3 separate regions of the Zea mays genome follow, and all the other regions are linked to region 1. The links are chromatin contacts, called in public Hi-C maps. All regions are on one chromosome and are shown on one strand. Each heading gives the region's core, a stretch centred on a gene start, on an enhancer-like site or on the middle of the called end of the contact. The rest is flanking DNA. Distances are from core to core; before and after follow the strand shown.

Region 1 (4,097 bases), core at 672-3,171:
GGGACGTTCAATCCGGATGACATAGTTATAGATCCCGCTTTAAAAAGATAAATTGATGAATATGATAAAGATGTCCAAGACCAAGTGAGAAGGGCATATGTTCTGAATGGTCCATGCCAATCAAAGGGTTTAGATTTCTCTTGTTGACAGTATGGACAAAGTTCAAGGCCTTTTAAAGAGGCCTTGTTATTACCCGTCTCAACAAAGTGTTGAGAGAATATTTTTGGCAATGAACATCATTAAGAGAGAATTGCGTAACAAAGTTGAAGATGATTGGATGAATGATTTGATGGTTTGCTATACAGACAAAGAGATATTCAAATCCCTTGATGATGAGACTATTACTAGAAGATTCCAGCGTCTTAAAACTAGAAGAATGCACTTGCCTCGAGTCATAACTACAAGATTAACAACTTAGTGGTATATTCACTGCACTATTTTCATCAATGTACTTTTCTTGTATTGATGTTCATCTAATATACATCTTTTCTAACTGTAGATTGGATTTTTGTCGGTGATTTTGGTGCCGCACTGCAGATTAAGAGAGAAATTTCGGTATGCATGTTATTATGAAACATTTCTAGTATTATTACTTATCCTCCATATTGTCATCATAAAACTAGTTTTATCTTGTGAGTTGTGATCTAATCTAGTGATTTAGCTTTTATAATGTTGCTCCACCTATAATTTTATCCTGCGTTCGCCACTGGTCTCCACGACCGTCCTGTCATGCGCGCCATCTTTTTCCTCTTATGTTGTCACCACCGCGAACTTCCTCTATAGCCTTGCCTAGTGGCGGATAAGGAACAAACTAAAAGAGGATTGTTTTTCTAGTGACCAGTGTCCGATGCAACAGAAGCTAGTCATTTAGAACATAAACACGGTCTTCAAAATATAGCTTTGACCAATATTTTTGTAAATACAAATAAACTCTTAATATATTTATACTTTTGTAAAAGTGATTTTTAAGATATATATATATGTATATATATATTAGATTTCAAAACTATTATTTATAGTCAAAGTTTTATATGTTTCACTCAAACCTTGTCTAAAACGACATCTTTTTCAGGACCGGAGGGAGTACACAATTGGTGAATGGAAAAAATATCGTTTGAATTTTTTCTCATTAATATGGCTGGAAAAAAATAGATGATGAGATATAGATGATAAAATTTAGAGGTTGCTGCTGCTGAAGGCATGAAAAATATACATGATAGAATCTTTTAAATGGTGATGTGAAAGACTAGAAATATTATCTTAGTGGATAAAATTTTGGAACCCTGCTGGGACAGACTAAGCACGACCATCCCAACAAATGATGCACAACATCCATCTTTCTTTAAAAAAAGCAAAAAGAGCGCGTGACCTACTTTACTAACTGTTTAATTTAAAAGGTTTTTTAAGCTGGTGTCCTCAAATCGTTATATGCCTAAATATTTATTTAAGTTCTTTATATTTTAATTTTTCAAATAACTTCTGAAGTCAACGTGATCCACACCGAAATTTTACTCCCTCCGTTCTAAAACAAATGCATTTACGTGGGTTTCCAGTTGATGACATTCTTTTGGGACAGTTTAGACTTTGGAAACACAAATCACCTTCAGAATTGGCGGGTCTGAATAAACTAAAGTTTCTAAAATAGGCCTTAACAGGATTAATGATCTATGTAACTTTTAATGCATTTTAATATTTTGTTTGGATCTAAAGAAAATTCACGTATCCGTACTGTGTGCGATCTCTGAGTAGAATCTGAATACAGATTGGTAAGTGGTAACACATGTACTCTGCTCTTTCAGTCTTGGGCAGTTCGGCTGACAGACCAACCTACGGCCTGGATTGGAGACTTATCCGCGACCCCTCCTCCCCACTTCAGCTTCAGCGCAAGCCATCTTCCCGCCACAGGCTCAAAAGCAATCAAGCGACTCCTCCCACAGTCCCACTTCCACTCCCACCCACCCACACGCACGGCCGCAGGCAGCAGCACCATGTGGTCGGCAGCAACGGCGGCGGCGGCGCGCGCGGTGTCCGTGTCCCCAGTCCCGGCGCCTTCGCTCCTCAGCGGCCGGCGCGGCGGGTCGCGGGGCGGCCGGGGGTCGGTGTCGGTGCGCAGCACGGTGTGGGACTTCGTGGGCGGCGACCTGGTGCGGCCGGACCTGGGCAAGTGGCTGGACGACGTGGAGAAGCACAAGGCGCTGGCCATCTACCCGCCGCACGAGGGCGGCTACGAGGGCCGCTACCTGAACCGCCTCCGTTACCAGGGCTACTACTTCCTCGACCTCTCCGCGCGGGGGCTCGGCGACCCGGAGACCACGCTCACCAAGGTCCACCCCGTCTGCCCGGTACGTAGCACGCCTTTAGTTTCTTGGGAACGTATCTCGTGCTCACGCGACGTCCGTGCTCATGTGAGCACTTTAAATCGTGAGTGTTCCTTCTTAATCTAACGATCATGCTGCTGGCCAGGAACACTCATCGTTAAGGTGAGAGGACTTAAGTGAATAAAAAGCACTAATCGTTGGATTAAGAAAGAACACTCACGATTTAAAGTGCTCACATGAGCACGGACATCACGTGAGCACGACATACGTTCCCTTCTCTCTTTCTTTGCTTGTTGTTGCTGCTGTGGCTGTGCCGTGTCCTTTCGTCGCGTGCGGGAACCGAGCGGTCGATCGACGAACTGACTCGATTGGAGTGGCGGTGCGGTGACTGCAGCCTAGCCTCGGCAGGCAGCCGGTGGCGCGGTGGTACTTCCCGCCGGAGGTGGACTACAGGCTCAGCCTGCTGCACCCGGACGCCAAAGGCCTCGTCGTCTGGATCATCGAAGCCAAGGTGAGGTGCCTGCTTACATCTACATGCACGCGCCTCCATCGATCGGCACACCACTGACGAGTGCTCTGTTCCTGAACCTCTTCTTCGGGCCTCTCGTCTGGTCTACGTGCAGGTTCTGTCCAAGGCTGAGCTGCAGTTCCTGGCCATGCTCCCGGACATCCGCCCCAAAGTCAGGGTGATCGCAGAATGCGGCAACTGGTACATGCGCTTCCTTCTACCTCCCTCCATGTCTAAATTTCCCACACGGGACCACTTGTGGCTAAGGCCTGATTACGTACGTGTGGCCCTGTTGCACGCGTGCAGGAGAAGCTTTGTTTGGAAGCCACTGAAGCAGATCGCAGGCCTCGAGCCGGACCCGGACGCGGAGGAATGATCAAGCAAGCAGGTCTAGCTAGTTGTCTACCAGACTGGCTACTGCTACTGCTACACTCTCCAATTGCTTCTGGGACATCTCTCCCTGCCATTCCTGCAGCTTTGCACTGAATGAGAGAGGCAATTAATAAAGATATACATACATTTTTTTGGCACGAGTGTCAGAAGAGAAAGAATGCGAACCATGTACAGATTTCCATACATGTGAATAGTTCACGGCCGCGACGCGTTTAGGATTCTCAGAACCCAGGCGCACAGCCGAACACGAGAGCGCAGGCACACGAGATCACTGTCCTCGTCTCCATCGCGTTGTGGATCGGCGACATCATTGCCACCTTGGTCAATGAGCTTGCATTCTTCCTTCACCATTGATGCTCAGGTAAGCTGAATTAAAGAGCGCGCTGAAAAGGGTCCACATTTCGATATTCTTGACGTGTGAGTTGGACACGAAAGAATGGATCGCTTCCGCACGAGTAGAGCGAGGAAGTGCTTTCCCCTCACACAGAAGCAACGAACATAAGATGAATGAATTAACCCAAAAAAAAAACGCATATCAGAAACTAGAACACCACATGTGGATGGGAGGTAAAGAAGTTTCTTCGAGGAGCCTTCTTCAGATTCTTCCCCTATCTTCTAATTTTCTATCCAAAAGAATACAACAGTAACTGTGTCGCTGATAACGGGTCTTGTATGCCACCGTGGTGTCTGGTGTGTATCAAAAACTGGATCTAAGCCCATTCTGGGCATTTCGAGATGTATAACATAAGTTCCCCCAATACTCTACACCGGTGTCTCAAAAAAATTACATGGGGAGCGGTGCCTTTACCTTTTGGAATCCTAAAATACAATCTACAAAGGTGTGTTATCAAATGAAAGAATGGCTGACCATGGCCTTT
Region 2 (4,097 bases), core at 675-3,174, 710 kb after region 1:
CTAGCCCAAATCAAAACGAACAACTCTAGGAGACTGGACCAAATTTTAAACTGGGCTGATTCGTTCATGCCGAAATGAGGTAGGGAATGAGCTTATCCAGCCAAAACGAACGAGGCCTAAGGGTAAATTGGAGGGGATTAAATCTCCTCTCATACAAAATTTGTATGGGAGGGAATTAAATCTCCTCCAACGTATCCTCTCAATCCACCTCAAACCGAACAAGTAGGGGAATTGAAAAGGATTAATTGTATATGAGGGAATTTAATTATCTCAAATCCTCCTCAGTCCCCATCGAAGAAGCGAAAATATTAGCGGATAGTGGTAGTAGTGGGCGCAGATGTTCACGTCACATTTGGCACGCCGATTGGCAGCTTATTGCCGGAATCTAGCTAGCTAGCCTAAAGTTTGGCCGTGCTGGAAGCGCGACACTGGACCAAACCTGGAATATATACCTGGTTTGGGAGCGGAGACTCTTGTCTGGTCAGTGGTGTGTAACCACTGATTAATCCGGCGATGATGTGGCGTGCATGCGTTCTGCCGTCGCGAGGCGAGGGTACCATAGCAAGAGGATAATGCGTTGGGCAGGGGCAGGCACAGCCACAGGAGGATAAGGATAATGTGATCAGCTGGTTAGATTAGGAATCTGCTTACTCGTGTCGGTATGCAGCAGTGTGCATCTTCTCTCCTCCACCCTACTAAGCCCCCAAATTCCTGTTCAAATTAAATGTAATCAACCAGTTAACCATCAAGGCTTGTACGTGTCGTGAGCGTACATGTCGTTCTGGTTTTTTGCTGCGAACGAACGAAGCACCCGGGTCAGCTGGCACTGCACCAAACAATATTTGGCCTTGGAAGTGGAAACAGTAGTAGGTGCGTTGACCTGGCCGAAATGTGCCGAGCACGTGCCTGCTTCGCTGAATTCACCGAGCGGTGTTGGTTTGGTGTGGACGGTTTGACTCGATGCCTTTCGTGGGGTGTCAGGGGCCAACTCTGACCGTGCTTATCGAACACACAATTAATGCGGTGATATAGGAGGCGCGTATATATATGCGTTGGCGTTGAAGTGTGTGGATTGTGGCTGCTAGCTCCAATTAGTAGGCCGCGTTAGGCCGAAACTAACCGGACAAGCAAGGCGAAGAAGAAAGAAAAAATACGTGGCGACGCCGACGCGAAGTTGACTGACCCCCTCGGCCCTCGGCATGCATGTCACAGTTCGCACGTAACTGGTCTATGGCTCACCAGCCAGGACTCTTCGGTGTCTATTCGTCTCAAAACTGGTGAAGTGGGGTTGCGTTCATCCGGAGACGGGACCGAGCTGAACCCCACGGGCCTCCGTCGAAATCGCAGGCACTGTTGGCATGTAGCAATCGCCACGCTCTTCTGTGGATGCCTTAGGGCATGTACAATGGTGTTTAATGTGGAGACTCTTAATGTGTTTAAGGGGTGTATTTGCAAAAAAATCTTAGAGCGATCTCTCCGTGAAGAGACGCCTCTGGCTCGTAAACCAAGTAGTAACAGACACCTCACTTCCTATCGTACGAATTTGTCGTCTGTTCTATCGATCTGCTGTTGTACAAATGCATTTAATTTTGTATTTATTAGTAGACTGCATTTATAGACACTCCATTGTATAATAGAGTCTCTTAGTTGTCTCTTGTGCTTGGAGAACCGTTTTGATGTCTCTCCACTGTACATGCCCTTATATCCGCTCTTGGTTCTGGCTCGTTTTCCAGGTGGCGTGCACCGACGTAGGTGCTCCCACTCGCACCCGGTACCCGGCTAGCAGGTGAGGTGACCCACACACGCACCCTGGCCTGGGCACCGACGCACGCAGGTTCAAAATATTCTCGGCTGGCTCCCGTCCGTCTGACTCTGCCCTGCCTGGAGGATCCGCTGTCGCCTGGGCACGCGCGGACGGGCACCCATGCCGCGCACGGAAATCTGTGAAGAAACGCGCTTCCCCGTGCCTTCGAGGAAGAGCTGGAGTGAGCTGCACCTGCACGGGGTCAGCCCAGCCGTGCCAGCCATCCACATGGTGTCGCAGTCACGCACCCGTGGCGAGGTCATCAGGGAGTCCGCGTCAGACACGGGTCAGGGAAGAAGGTCTCTATCTGTCTCTCAATCGTACCGCCATTCACGCCAGACGTAAATGGACGGAGAGTTGAGCACGGCAGGAAAACGACCTTTTCAAGTAGAGTAGCTAGTACTGGCAGAAGCAGATCCTGATGGTGTCAATCGGCCTATTCACTTGGTCACCACGTACTGTATATAGGAGCCGCTCTCTTTCTCCACAGCAGACCGTTGAGTAAAGACGACGAGGAAGTTCATCGAGTGCGGCCGGCCGCGACATGGCAAAATCTGGTGCCGCACATCGCAACGCAGTTTAGTACGTTGTTGCTTCTCATCAAATCTCAAACGCTGCTCGGCTGCTGTACTGTACTGCGAGCCATGGTGCTGACAAAATCGCCTTCCGTGTGCTTCTTCCATCCCCATCAGACTCTCCTCTCACTCTGCCGCGGAGCGATAAGAACGCGCGGCCAATTTTCTAGTCGATGCCAGCGGAGCCGTGCTCGTCGTTTCCATCCTCGGCTGTCACATGCATCCATCCACGACCACGCGAGAGGAATCCAATCTAGCCAGAGCCAGCTTTGTTCCATATATGATGTGGATCGCGTGTCCCGTTCGTATTCCAATCAGTCGGGACGGCTGCAAGAAATTGCCCCGCGCGCTCGTCATGGCTGGGGGACACCAAATCATAGGCTTGGTGTCTACTCCCCCATCCTGCTGATCTCCGTGGCAAAGCCATGCATTGTTTGATTGCGTCCACGGTATAGAGCAAGAGCATTATCACCACCTGCAATTATAGTTCTGAAGAAACAGTTCAGTTCCGTCATGGGTTCCACGCGCGCTGGCTGCATATATAACAGCCACGATTTCCGATCTCGGACATACAGTCATACACGCTTCTGTTCCCTTGCGGCGGAGATTGTCCTAACCGTTTGACGCTCGTAATAACCGTGTTAACTAGTTTGGTATGCAGAGCCACAAATCAATAGTACACTGTGCGACGATTTCGGATATCTCCAGACACCCAGGCGGGGGAGGGCTCTGTCCGGCCGACCGTGTCGTTAGTATTGCCAGATGGATCACGAGCGCTGATAGCGCATTATGCCGATCGTATCTGCGCCTGAGCCGCAGCCGGATTCATCAGTGCTACTATATTCTAAAAAATGCTGGCCCTCAGCTCGTTTTAATTAATGTCCTTCTCGCTCACTGAACAAGCGCCGCAGCGCAGCGCAGATAAACAAAGCCATCCGTGCGATCTGATCTGACCCCCGCGCCATGCACGTCCAGATTCCATCTGTGGCGCGCGCTAGCACTAGCAGCGCGATATGACCGGGATGCCAACCTGTGTGATGTTTTATTTGCATTGTGCTTGAGTACGTCCGACCGGGAGTGGGAGGAGTCTGATCGATGCCCTGTCCCGCGGAGGACACAGTCACAGAGCTGGCCAAGCTATCAGAAGTACAATAATGAACTCGACACATAAAGAAGTAAAGTGAATAGACTTTCACGTAAGAGCCAGGGCGCTTCAAGATAAAAAGATGAAAACAATACATTCATCTAATAGCCAACCTTAGAACCAGCTTTATTATATGAGCGTGTTTATTGTTAGTTTTAGATGACATAGTAAGTAGTTACATCCAACAATAGACTCTATTATTAAACTTGCTATCATGATTCTTGGCACAGAGAAGAAAAAAAAAACCATTCCGGATTTTGACCCCGGTGGCAGCGATCTGCCGGTGCCCGCGTGAATAAGCGACGCCCGTTAAGCCCTCTTTTTTACACTAAAACGTGCTTACCGGCCCGCATAGCCCGCTTTTCGGCCTGCTTTTTTCGTGCTAAACGGGCCGACTCGGCCCGTTTAGGCCCGATGCGGGCCGGACTCGGACAGGAAATTAAGCCCGCGTGCCTAGACGGCCCGGCCCGGTTTTATAACCGTGCCTGACGGGCCGGGCTTCACCGGGCCCGGGCCGGCCCGGGTCGGGCGGCCCATTTGGACATCTCTAGGCCGGAGTGCCGCACTACACCAA
Region 3 (4,097 bases), core at 1,032-3,531, 630 kb after region 1:
GCATTGATCTTATATTTATTTAATACTCTGCCTCGGAAGGAGATGAATTCACTGAGATGTGGCAGCATCTGTGAATAGTACTGACTTGTAAGACTAAAACTAAAGCATTCAAAGCACATCTTTTTTAGAGCAAAAACTTGCGGTATCACGTATGTATGTGTGTAAAGTGCTGAATCAAACAAAAGTTGTTTGCCTGTAGAAGAAAAAAGGCTAAAGGAAAAAATACACACCCAGCACTGAGAATTTAAAAGGAGCCAAAGGAAATTAGTGGACTCTGTTATTGTCGAGACCTCTACTTTATTAGTCACATCTTTTGGGAAAGATGGGCATAAATGAAGATGTTTGGTACCTAACCCTCCATATTCTTTGAATACCGTGGAACACGCAACCAAAAAATTGCATCCCAGCTACAGAGAAGAAAGCTTTTTCTTCCCAGTACTAGGGGTAAACATCGTCGAAAAAATTTGGTCCAAAAATATGGACCCTACTTAGATAGCCGAAATCACCGGTAGGGCACACACCAAAACGCGCCATTTTCTACACGCCAAGCACGGCAATTCAACGGTCCGGGGCCAGAGGAGGCACCAAGCAGCAGCAGTAGCTGACCTGCTCAACGTGGCCGAGGAGCGTCACTTAGGCAGCTTTACGGCATTTAAAATAGGGCTGCTGTCACAAGGTGCAGTCTTTGGGGTCAAAACAGCAGGACGAACACATGGATGGCCACCGACGCCAGGCTGCGCGCTTTACGGCAGAAGAAACGGCCGAGCTCGAAGCAAAATCTTTGTTGATTGTTATTAGAATCCAGATATGGGATACAAAATCACCACACCAGAGAGTAACTTTCGGCCAGGAGAACCGTGAAAATCCCGACGAGTGTGAGGATGGGCAGATTTACAAGTTTGAAACGCATCGTCGGCGAACCATCAGCATCCATGCATATCATGGGCTGGGAGAAGGGGCAAAGTTCTTGCTAGTTTCTCTGACGGACTGGTAGAAGATGTCATAAAAGCATAACCACCACTGCCAGCACCACCTACCAAATAGAGGGGGCGGAGCATGGTGAACGGAACAGCGACCAGAAGGGAAGGGACGGCATCTTGTACAAAGGTACATGGTAGTAGTACCGCAACACTCACTGCTGCAAGATTGCATGATAAGAATGGAGGATGGCACCACCACACCCCAGACACAGGCATCAATACGAGCTTAGATGCAAATCAATACAGCACGCAGCACATGACCGCACATGGTAAAGCAAATGGCGCATCTGAGACTGAACCTGGATTAGCACGCTATCGCTATCCACACCGAGCAGAACCCCAGCACAAAAGCGTGAGCAGCAAGCGGGCTGAGGTGAGTGAAGAGGTAGGGGAAGGGGAGGGTAGATCGAGACTGGACAGTGAGATCTTACGCTGCCCCGGTCGGCCTGTACCGGGCCTCCAAGGAACCCATGCGCTTAATCTCCAGGATCCTTCTCGGCGCTAACCCCCACGAAGGCTCAGTCCGACCACGCTTCCACCGCCCAGGTTGCGCCGCTTCTCATCTGCAATAGAGACAAGGAACACGTCAGGATCCGCTAGCTTTCGCGGTTCATTAAAAGCAAGCAAACAAGAAGATGCCCGGATGACACACAAGGGCAGACACAACAGAAGCAGAAACCTTCGTTAGACGAAGCATGAAGGGCATGAATGGGAGCAAGTCGGTTAAAAGGGAGCAACGACGCGAGGTAAAGCTGCGAACCGGAATCTACCGAAAAAGAAGGCAACAAATCAAGCAAGAAACAAGGGAGGGGAAAAAAGGAGGTAAATCTGCTGCAGGAAGGGAGCGAATGAACGCCAAATCGAGCAAATGGTGGTTCCACTTCCACACACACACCCCACCACCACCATACCACCAGAGCAAAAAGAACCCCGAAAACACCAAGAACAGATCAAGCGCCTCCCAGCAAGAACGCATCGGAAGAATATGAAAGCGCGGTAAGAACCGGTGGCGGCATAGGCAGCGTGGCGCGTACCCGGAAGGCAGCCGACGGGAGGGCGGGCAAGCGGGCGGAGGCGGCGAGGGCTTCAATGGCGAGAGCAACGGGCGGCAGCAGGAGCGGTGGGACGCAGGCAGTCGGTGGAGGTGAGAGGCGGCGGCCGAGTGGGGCTCCGGTTGGTCCTCGGTCCTTCCTCCCCTCTCTTCTACAGAGCTCTGGGTGGGCTTGAAGAGCGGAGCAGGAGAGGAGTTGTATATATAGCGAAGATATATACCCCGCTGCAAAAAAGCAAAGGCCGAGCTGGTTTAAGCAAAGCAAGCACATGAAAATGGGAAGCGCGCGGCTGGTTAAATAACCCGTTTCCTCAGGTGGGCCCTCGTCGCGTACGGTCGCGGACAAATCTTTTGGCCCTAGAGGGGCCCGGCCATCCGGGGGCACGGTGATTAGCGGAGTCGGTGACGGTGAGGATGGTTAGCCACCAAAGCAGTGGAAGCTGGTTGATGCCTGACGAAAAAGCCATACCGCATTCTTAGATTACGATATGACGAAAGCTGGCTTTGCAGTAGTAAAAACGAAAGATACATGGATCAATGCACTAGCAAAGAATGCGTGGCTTGTGTTTTTAGTTTTCAGTTAGACCTCTTTTGGATTAAAGGATAATTTTTCCTCATCCTATGTTTTTTGAACTATGTTACTCCTATAAAATTCCTACGTTCCAAAAAGATCTCGTGTTTGTTTGTACAAACCGTCCCGTCGCATGCCTAGAATGGCAAAGGCAGTGTGTGAATCTGCTGAGCAGCTAGTAACTTCTTCTCGGTTTATGGAGTTACACTCGTCTGTCATACAAAGACTGCAGTTCTAATATACAAAGGAGAAACCGAAGCTCTAGCAAAATTACAAAAAATAGACCTATACAAGATCGGTCCACGTTGTGGTTAGTTTAGTCTTCAGTGGAGCCCGACTAAAAAAAAATCACGAACCAGCCTTCCCCACTGCCGACGCCCGACGGCGTCACGTGCATCCTCCGAGCTGCCGCGCTCACCCATCTAGGATGAAATGTCGAAACGATAAAAAAACAGCTAAATTGTTTTTGTTTTCATATCTTTTTGTTGGGAAGAAAACGAAAATCAACAGTCGAAATACGGAATCGGAATTATCGGTTATTCGAAAACGATCGAAAACGATAAAATATAGTCAAAAAATAACTATTTTGTAGTTTTAACAAAAACATAATAAAGTGATGTATTGCCTAATTTTTAAGATTTAGAAATACACAAACAACTCTTTTTCCATCATTCATATTAGTTAGAGTAATTATAACATTTGTTTTTCGCTTATTCATTCACTTGAACACAATAAAAATCTATAACTTAAATAAATTATATGCTAGATCTATCTCATATTATATAAAACGGTAGAAAACGGTATTAGCACGACCCGGAAACGAAAAATACGAAAACAGTCAAAAAACTAGCTAAATCGTTTTTTACCGTTTCTAATCGGTTTTCGAACAATTCGAAAATGATCGGGGAAAAATAGTATTCGATACGGGATGATACGGGAATTTTTCGTCTCGTTTTCATCCCTTGACCCATCGGCCATCGCGCCGGGCCGCCGCCTAAGCGCCCTTTGCTGTGCGCCGGGTAGAGTGATAATGAATGGTGATCTAAAAAATTTTTCACATATTGTTAAGATTTGTCGGGGACCATAATTAGGGGTACACTCATGGCTCCTAAATCTTAGCTGGTAACCTCCATCAGCACAAAGCTGCAAAGGTCTGATGGGTGCGATTAAGTCAAGGATCGGTCCATTCAAGGGACGCGATCGCGCCTCGCCCGAGCCCAGCCTCGGGCAAGGGCAGCCGACCCTGGAGGATCTACGTCTCGCCCGAGGACCCCCTCCAGCAACGGACACGCTTTCGGCTCGCCCGAGGCCCAGTCTTCACCAAGAAGCAACCTTGGCCAAATCGTCACGCCAACCGACCAAATCGCAGGGGCATTCAATGCAAAGGTGGCCTGACACCTTTATCCTGACGCACGCCCTCTAGTCTACAGAGCCGAAGTGACCGCAGTCACTTCGCCGCTCCACTGACCGGTCTGACAAGAGGACAGCACCGCCT

What was found. A called contact is a pair of places that touch in the nucleus more often than the background predicts.
Region 2: a contact with region 1 is called in a Hi-C map of leaf, with 5 times the contacts expected there. The contact joins the promoter of LOC103652370 here to the promoter of LOC100192546 in region 1. A contact is called at or near these places in 5 of 25 Hi-C or Micro-C datasets (bundle sheath, ear, endosperm and 2 more).
Region 3: a contact with region 1 is called in a Hi-C map of leaf, with 4 times the contacts expected there. The contact joins the promoter of LOC100193311 here to the promoter of LOC100192546 in region 1. A contact is called at or near these places in 3 of 25 Hi-C or Micro-C datasets (bundle sheath, ear and leaf).

Annotation. Positions count from the first base shown.
Region 1 is chr3:176,087,186-176,091,282 of Zm-B73-REFERENCE-NAM-5.0, forward strand. LOC100192546 reads left to right here and starts at 1,922. Exons shown (of 4, transcript NM_001361515.1): 1 at 1,922-2,342; 2 at 2,713-2,829; 3 at 2,942-3,027; 4 at 3,133-3,352. The coding sequence starts at 1,989. The coding sequence ends at 3,202. It overlaps LOC100501448, which reads right to left. Exons shown (of 9, transcript NM_001362580.1): 9 at 3,926-4,097. It also overlaps the pseudogene LOC112268477.
Region 2 is chr3:176,797,918-176,802,014 of Zm-B73-REFERENCE-NAM-5.0, forward strand. LOC103652370 (homeobox-leucine zipper protein HOX10) reads left to right here and starts at 1,925. Exons shown (of 5, transcript XM_008677972.1): 1 at 1,925-2,103. The coding sequence starts at 1,925.
Region 3 is chr3:176,718,129-176,722,225 of Zm-B73-REFERENCE-NAM-5.0, forward strand. LOC100193311 reads right to left here and starts at 2,282. Exons shown (of 5, transcript NM_001394745.1): 1 at 2,015-2,282; 2 at 1,412-1,543. The coding sequence starts at 1,452.